Linked DNA regions of Mus musculus: region 1 is linked to region 2. Evidence: chromatin contacts called from public HiChIP or PLAC-seq data. All regions are on one chromosome and are shown on one strand. The core of a region is the stretch at or near the end of the contact, and the rest is flanking DNA. Distances in the headings are between cores, read along the strand shown.

The links. HiChIP or PLAC-seq counts read pairs in DNA pulled down with a chosen protein or histone mark.
Region 1: a contact with region 2 is called in an H3K4me3 HiChIP or PLAC-seq map of bone marrow-derived macrophages, with 3 times the contacts expected there. The contact joins two enhancer-like sites. A contact is called at or near these places in 9 of 39 promoter capture datasets (the C10 cell line, the HPC-7 cell line, embryonic stem cells and 4 more), 1 of 15 datasets of contacts at CTCF or cohesin (CD8 T cells), 6 of 484 Hi-C or Micro-C datasets (B cells, erythroblasts, group 2 innate lymphoid cells and 2 more), 7 of 115 datasets of contacts at active chromatin or transcription factors (CD8 T cells, the HPC-7 cell line, bone marrow-derived macrophages and 3 more) and 3 of 9 other capture datasets (adipose tissue, liver and pancreatic islet).

Annotation. Positions count from the first base shown.
Region 1 is chr1:171,686,208-171,688,907 of GRCm38.p6, reverse strand. All of the region lies in intron 1 of Cd48 (CD48 antigen), which reads right to left. Among named protein-coding and RNA genes, the nearest start is that of Cd48, 5.6 kb to the right of the region's middle. Within about 2 kb of position 1,342, at least 22 of the 459 cell types and tissues checked have an H3K27ac peak or open chromatin away from gene starts, as enhancers often do. A contact at or near this core is called in bone marrow-derived macrophages and hematopoietic stem and progenitor cells, where this site is marked.
Region 2 is chr1:171,575,586-171,578,374 of GRCm38.p6, reverse strand. Cd244a (CD244 molecule A) reads right to left here. Exons shown (of 9, transcript NM_018729.2): 4 at 1,028-1,132; 5 at 406-560. Among named protein-coding and RNA genes, the nearest start is that of Gm35200, 15 kb to the right of the region's middle. Within about 2 kb of position 1,479, at least 13 of the 459 cell types and tissues checked have an H3K27ac peak or open chromatin away from gene starts, as enhancers often do. A contact at or near this core is called in bone marrow-derived macrophages and hematopoietic stem and progenitor cells, where this site is marked.

The DNA of each region.
Region 1 (2,700 bases), core at 93-2,592, 110 kb before region 2:
ATGACAGGTTCTCTTGCCTTAGCTTCCCAGATGCTGGGAATATATTCATGTGTCATCATGTCCAAAATTTAAGTCTTTGGATATACATCCACATTTATTCCCACTCTTATTTCCATGTGAATTTAATATATGGCCCAGGTCAGTGATTTCTATTATCTATTGCTATTTTGGTATTTGGAGCCAAAATATTACCTTTTTTTTTTTTTTTTTTTGTAGAAGAGGGATCTGTTCTGTGATTCTAAGAATCTAACATTCTAAGTCACGCTGGCCTCTGCTCACCAGACTCCAGTAGCATTTCCTCATTGGAAATAACCAAAAGTATCTCAGGCATTGGAACAAAAGTTCCCCATCCAGAGTTACAGAGACAAAGTTTGGAGCTTAGACTGAAGGAAGGACCATCCAGAGACGGAGAGACTGCCCCACCTAGGGATCCATCCCATAAACCCATAAACAGCCACCAAACTCAGACACTATTGCATATGCCAGCAAGATTTTGCTGACAGGACCCTGATATATCTGTCTCTTGTGAGGCTATACCAGTGCCTGGCAAATACAGAAGTGGATGCTCACAGTCATCTATTGGATGGTACACAGGGCCCCCAAAGAAGGAGCTAGAGAAAGTACCCAAGGAGCTGAAGGGGTCTGCAACCCTATAGGAGGAACAACAATATGATATGAACTTACCAGTAACCCCAGAGCTCATGTCTCTAGCTGCATATGTAGCAGAAGATGGCCTAGTTGGCCATAAGTGGGAGGAGAGGCCCTTGGTCTTGCAAAGATTATATGCCTCAGTATAGGGGAATGCCAGGGCCAGGAAGCTGGAGTCGGTGGGTTGGGAAGCAGGGCAGGGGGAGGGTATAGGGGATTTTCAGGATAGCATTTGAAATGTAAATGAAGAAAATATCTAATAATAAAAAAAGAACATTTAATAAAAAAAAAGTTTCATTAAAAAAAAAGTTCCACCGGCTGTGGTGGTGCACGCCTTTAATCCCAGCACTTGGGAGGCAGAGGCAGGTGGATTTCTGAGTCTGAGGCCAGCCTTGTCTACAAAGTGAGTTTCAGGACAGCCAGGGCTACTGAGAAACCCTGTCTCGAAAAACCAAAAAAAAAAAAAAAAAAAAAAAAAAAAAAAAAAAAAAAAAGTTCCCCACCCAATCCATGAAGAACTAACTTAGGTTATCCCAAACAGCCTCTCTAACAAGCCTCAGATGAACACTTGAAGATGGGAGTGCTCAGAATTTGATGATAGAGGAGAATATGCCTTAGAGCCTTCTCACGTGGGAAAGTGCAGAGAAACAGTTGTGAACAGGATGCTGTTCCTTCCTCCTCAACCATCTGCATGTAACAATTCTAATTACTGGATATGTCTGCTTACCAAAGAAGGAAGTGATTTGTTGGTGGTTAACGTCTTGACGCATCCATTTTTAATTGTTATGGATATTTCTGTTATTTCTAAGAGGGTAGATGAGACAGGAGTAAAGCGAATGACTGTTGGTTTTAATCTTTTACAGCAAAGCAGTGTGTCTAGACCTCAAGACAAAGTGACAGTACTTACCTGTAGATTATATTAGGAATAGAAATGATCCTGCCTCTGTGTATACATATACTTGTGTGTTATAAAAGCTTAATTATATTTGTTATGATAGCATATAATTGTATCTCAGCACTTAAAAGTTTGACTCAATAGAATTATGAGTTCAAGGTCAGACTGTGCTACATAGTAAGCCCCTTAAATAACACAAACATGCACACACACAGAGACAGACAGAGAGAATCAGAGACACAGAGAGACAGAGACAGAGAGAGAGAAAGAGAGACAGAGAGAGAGAGGTGTCATAATCTCATATGAAGGAATTACTCAGGAAAGAGAAAAATGCTCTAAAGAAGAAATTCTGATTACTAAAACCATAAATCTTGTATTTTTAATAAAATTCTTTAAGAAAAAACTGCAGCTGAGACTTAAAGGTGTGGTGTCACCTGGAGCTCTCTGATGAGGTCATGTATTTACTTATGTAAATATGTAAACCTATATAAACCCACTTAGGAATTAATTTGGCAATAGATATAAAGACCTTGGACTTAAGACTTGGTGACAATCGCAGGATGTCCTTTTCTGAGACAGGGAACATAGTGAGGTTAGTAGGCCACTTGCCGTGGATTCTGAAGCGTGTAGGAAAGGAGAAAAGGAAACAGAGAGATCACAAGGCACGTGAAAGGACAGAGAAGGGGAAGAGAAGGCTTTGTTTTGTTTGCTTGACTCAGGGAATGAAATGACTTAAGTTCTTGTATAAGTCAAGATTCTCTAGAAGAACACAACTGATAGGATGCTTTATTAGATAGATTTATTAGAGTAGCTCACAGGCGGTGGCCCAGCTAATCCAACAATGGCTGTCTCCTAATAGAGTCCAAGAATCCAGCATGAGGGTGAATGTCTCAGCTGGTCTTCAGTAGACATCAAAATCCTGAAACAGTAAGCTCTAACCCAGGGAAGGAATGGACTTGCCAGCAAGAGTGAGAGCTAGCAAGGAAAGAGCAAAACCTTCCTCCTTCCTCGTCCTCCATAGAGGCTACCATGAGAAGGTGGAGCTGGATTGAGGACAGTTCTTTTAACTCTAATGATCTAATAATCTAATACTAGCATCCAGCATTCAAAGACAACAGAGGCAAGATCCATTTAAATGCAATGAGCACAGTCTGGAT
Region 2 (2,789 bases), core at 230-2,729:
GATTGTTGCTTTGTTCTTCTGTCTAAACCAATGTGAATTGTCTCCAGAAATATCTTCTAATATTGCCCCATCCTCTCCCTCATTTTCCTACTCCTTTTCTTTTCTTTCTTTCTTTTTTTTTTTTTTGAAAAAGTTCTTAAATAATAGGGTAGAACCAGCTGTGGATAATGCACAAAGGAAAGCTGGCCCTGAACGGTTTCTATAAGGGAAGGCAGTGGTAGACACACTCTGCCCTTTGCTATGGATTTCTACTGAGTTCCTCCCCTTGGCAGATCTAGTACAGCACCATGTGACCCCTTCTGCCTATTTCCCATTTTCTCTGCTCTCTCTCTTTTCTCCTTTTCCTCTTTGGGTAGAGCCAGGAAACTGGTGGAGAAGAAAAGCTAGAAGGGAGCTGAACATCACCTCAGAAACACGCCTGTCCAATTCTCTTTGTCCCCTCCCATCTTCCTGGACAGCCGAGGGAGATCCAGAGGCCCTAGAGCATCCTTGTTGATCCCTGCTGGCTCGTGAGTCCTTGACATATTCATATATTGTCAAAGGTTCCTTAGGGCTGAACTCTGTGTGAGGAAGAAAATAAATACTAGAACTTCAGAAAACTTCAGAAGATTTCCTACCCAGGATTCCACTTTGCAACTCACACCTCTACCAAAAATGGTCACTATTTTTAAAATGGCTCTAGAAAACAGGCAGGTTAATGCTCTTGCCAAGATACATAAAGAGCACAAGAGCAATTACCCATGATATAAATCCTCCACCAAGCTAGGAAGTCACCGACCAAACCCAGCACCTTAGATAAATCAACATATTGGGGAACCATGCTGTAAATATAGTCGGCCCACCATAGATAGTGTGAACAGGGGGTTGTAGACTTTGGTTGCCCTTCCCAACCTGTATTCACACATATCCCAACACCTCTCCCAGGAAAAGAAGATGCTGTGTTTAGAGTATAGTCTATAGACACAGGGTCAACCCACTACACCTGAAACCTCAAGCAACAGCATCCGTTCATGAGCCTTCTACTTACGTAACTGCTTCCTCTTCTTAGTCCACACACAGAAACAAATGATGGCCCCGAGAAATAATGTAACTAGAATCACGATGATCACCCCAAAGGGCAGAAATCTGAAATCTGAGGGACACAGACGTTAGGAAGACTGAGCACCCACTGTCCCATATGTTAACTTCAGGAACTATCCCGAACCCACTGTCCTCTCTCAATGGCCTGTCTGCTCACATCCTAGGGACTCCTCACCCTTGTCACTCTTCCTCAGTTGGGTGACAAACTGGTCCAACTTATAAATTCCAGAAGACTGGTGCTGCTTACTCACCTTGCCTGAACAAAGGAGATGTTTCCTGCTTCTGAGAGCTAATTACACGATCTGGTACCTGTAAAACATCTTGTAGTGCAGCTGCTATATCTATCTACTGTTCTAACTCAGCAAATATTCACCACAGACCTACTACTATAAGCCTCCCACTTTTCCTTCCTGTTTCTTCCTTTTTTGAACTTCTACATTCACCATCTGTGTTAGACATGGATACTGATCTGTAATCCACCCAACAAGAAGAGAACAGTAAAGAATTTCACATTACAGGTGCCTGCTAATGAGATTTTCATAAACATTATCTCATTTGATCTTAACAGGAATCTTGTGAGATGCCTCTGACTATCAATCACTCCTGCTACCTAACAGAGTTGGAAACTCATAGAAACTAATTAACCTGCCTACAATCAGAGAATTACAGAAATGATGAAGCAAAGATGGCAGAGGCTCCCAATGTTCCTGTTACTATGCCTTCCCTGACTCCTGTTTGATTATTTGCTGCCCATAAAGAACTTAGTTTTGTTCCCCACCACTTGAAGAAAAGTTCATGAATAATAGGGTTGAACCAGTTCTGGCTAACACACAACGGGGAACTGGTTCTGGTCAGAGATCCTTCACAGTTTATATAGTTTCTAACCATAACACTGTATTTTTACACAAGCTTTAACCTGCAAAACTCTTTTAGGTCCCAGAAACTTGGAACAATTAAACGTGATTTACAGAAACAGAAACTGAAAGTTTGGCTCTTTGGGGACATTTCCGATGAAAAGATATTTTTAGGTATCTTGAGATAGGCCAGACATGATTTTCCGGGGCAGATGTTAACCATGGTCACCTTGCCTGGCAGAAGTGTGCTTCTCCTGATAAAAGGCAGAGAGAGGGCTTAAAAAGCAACTATCAGCCAGGGTCATCTTCTCTAAACCTCCCCTGCTCCATTTGGTATGGGAAAGAATCCTAAGGGGTAGCTGGAAGAGGCAGAGTCTTCTCCTTTGAACTTCCCAGTGACAGTGGCCCTTCCACTGCATTCTCTTTTGTGTAACTTCAAGTTTTTAAGCAAATATATTGGCAGGGAGATACTTTATAATGTTAGCTTATTACTTCAGTTTTCTCCTTCAGTATCTATACTTTGAGTTAATCCTATTCGGAACTGTAATTCCACAGAGGGGTCCTAGCATTCCTGCAGGATTCCTGCAGAAGGGACTCCTGGTTTTCTTAGCAGCAATCTTCTGGGGGCAAAGAATTCTTCCTGGGTGTTTTGATCTGGCTGCTTGCTAAGAAGTTGGAAACTACACTCACTTGGGGGCCTGTCACTGAAGAAAGGAGGCTCAGAGGCACAGGCTACTGGGTGGATTAGTGGCTCAGGGCACTATCATGATGGGGCTGCACTTCCTAGCCAGCTCTGCCCACAGCCATGCAATTTTCCTTAGGACTAAAGTGACTGATGGGAGACCTGCATGCAGA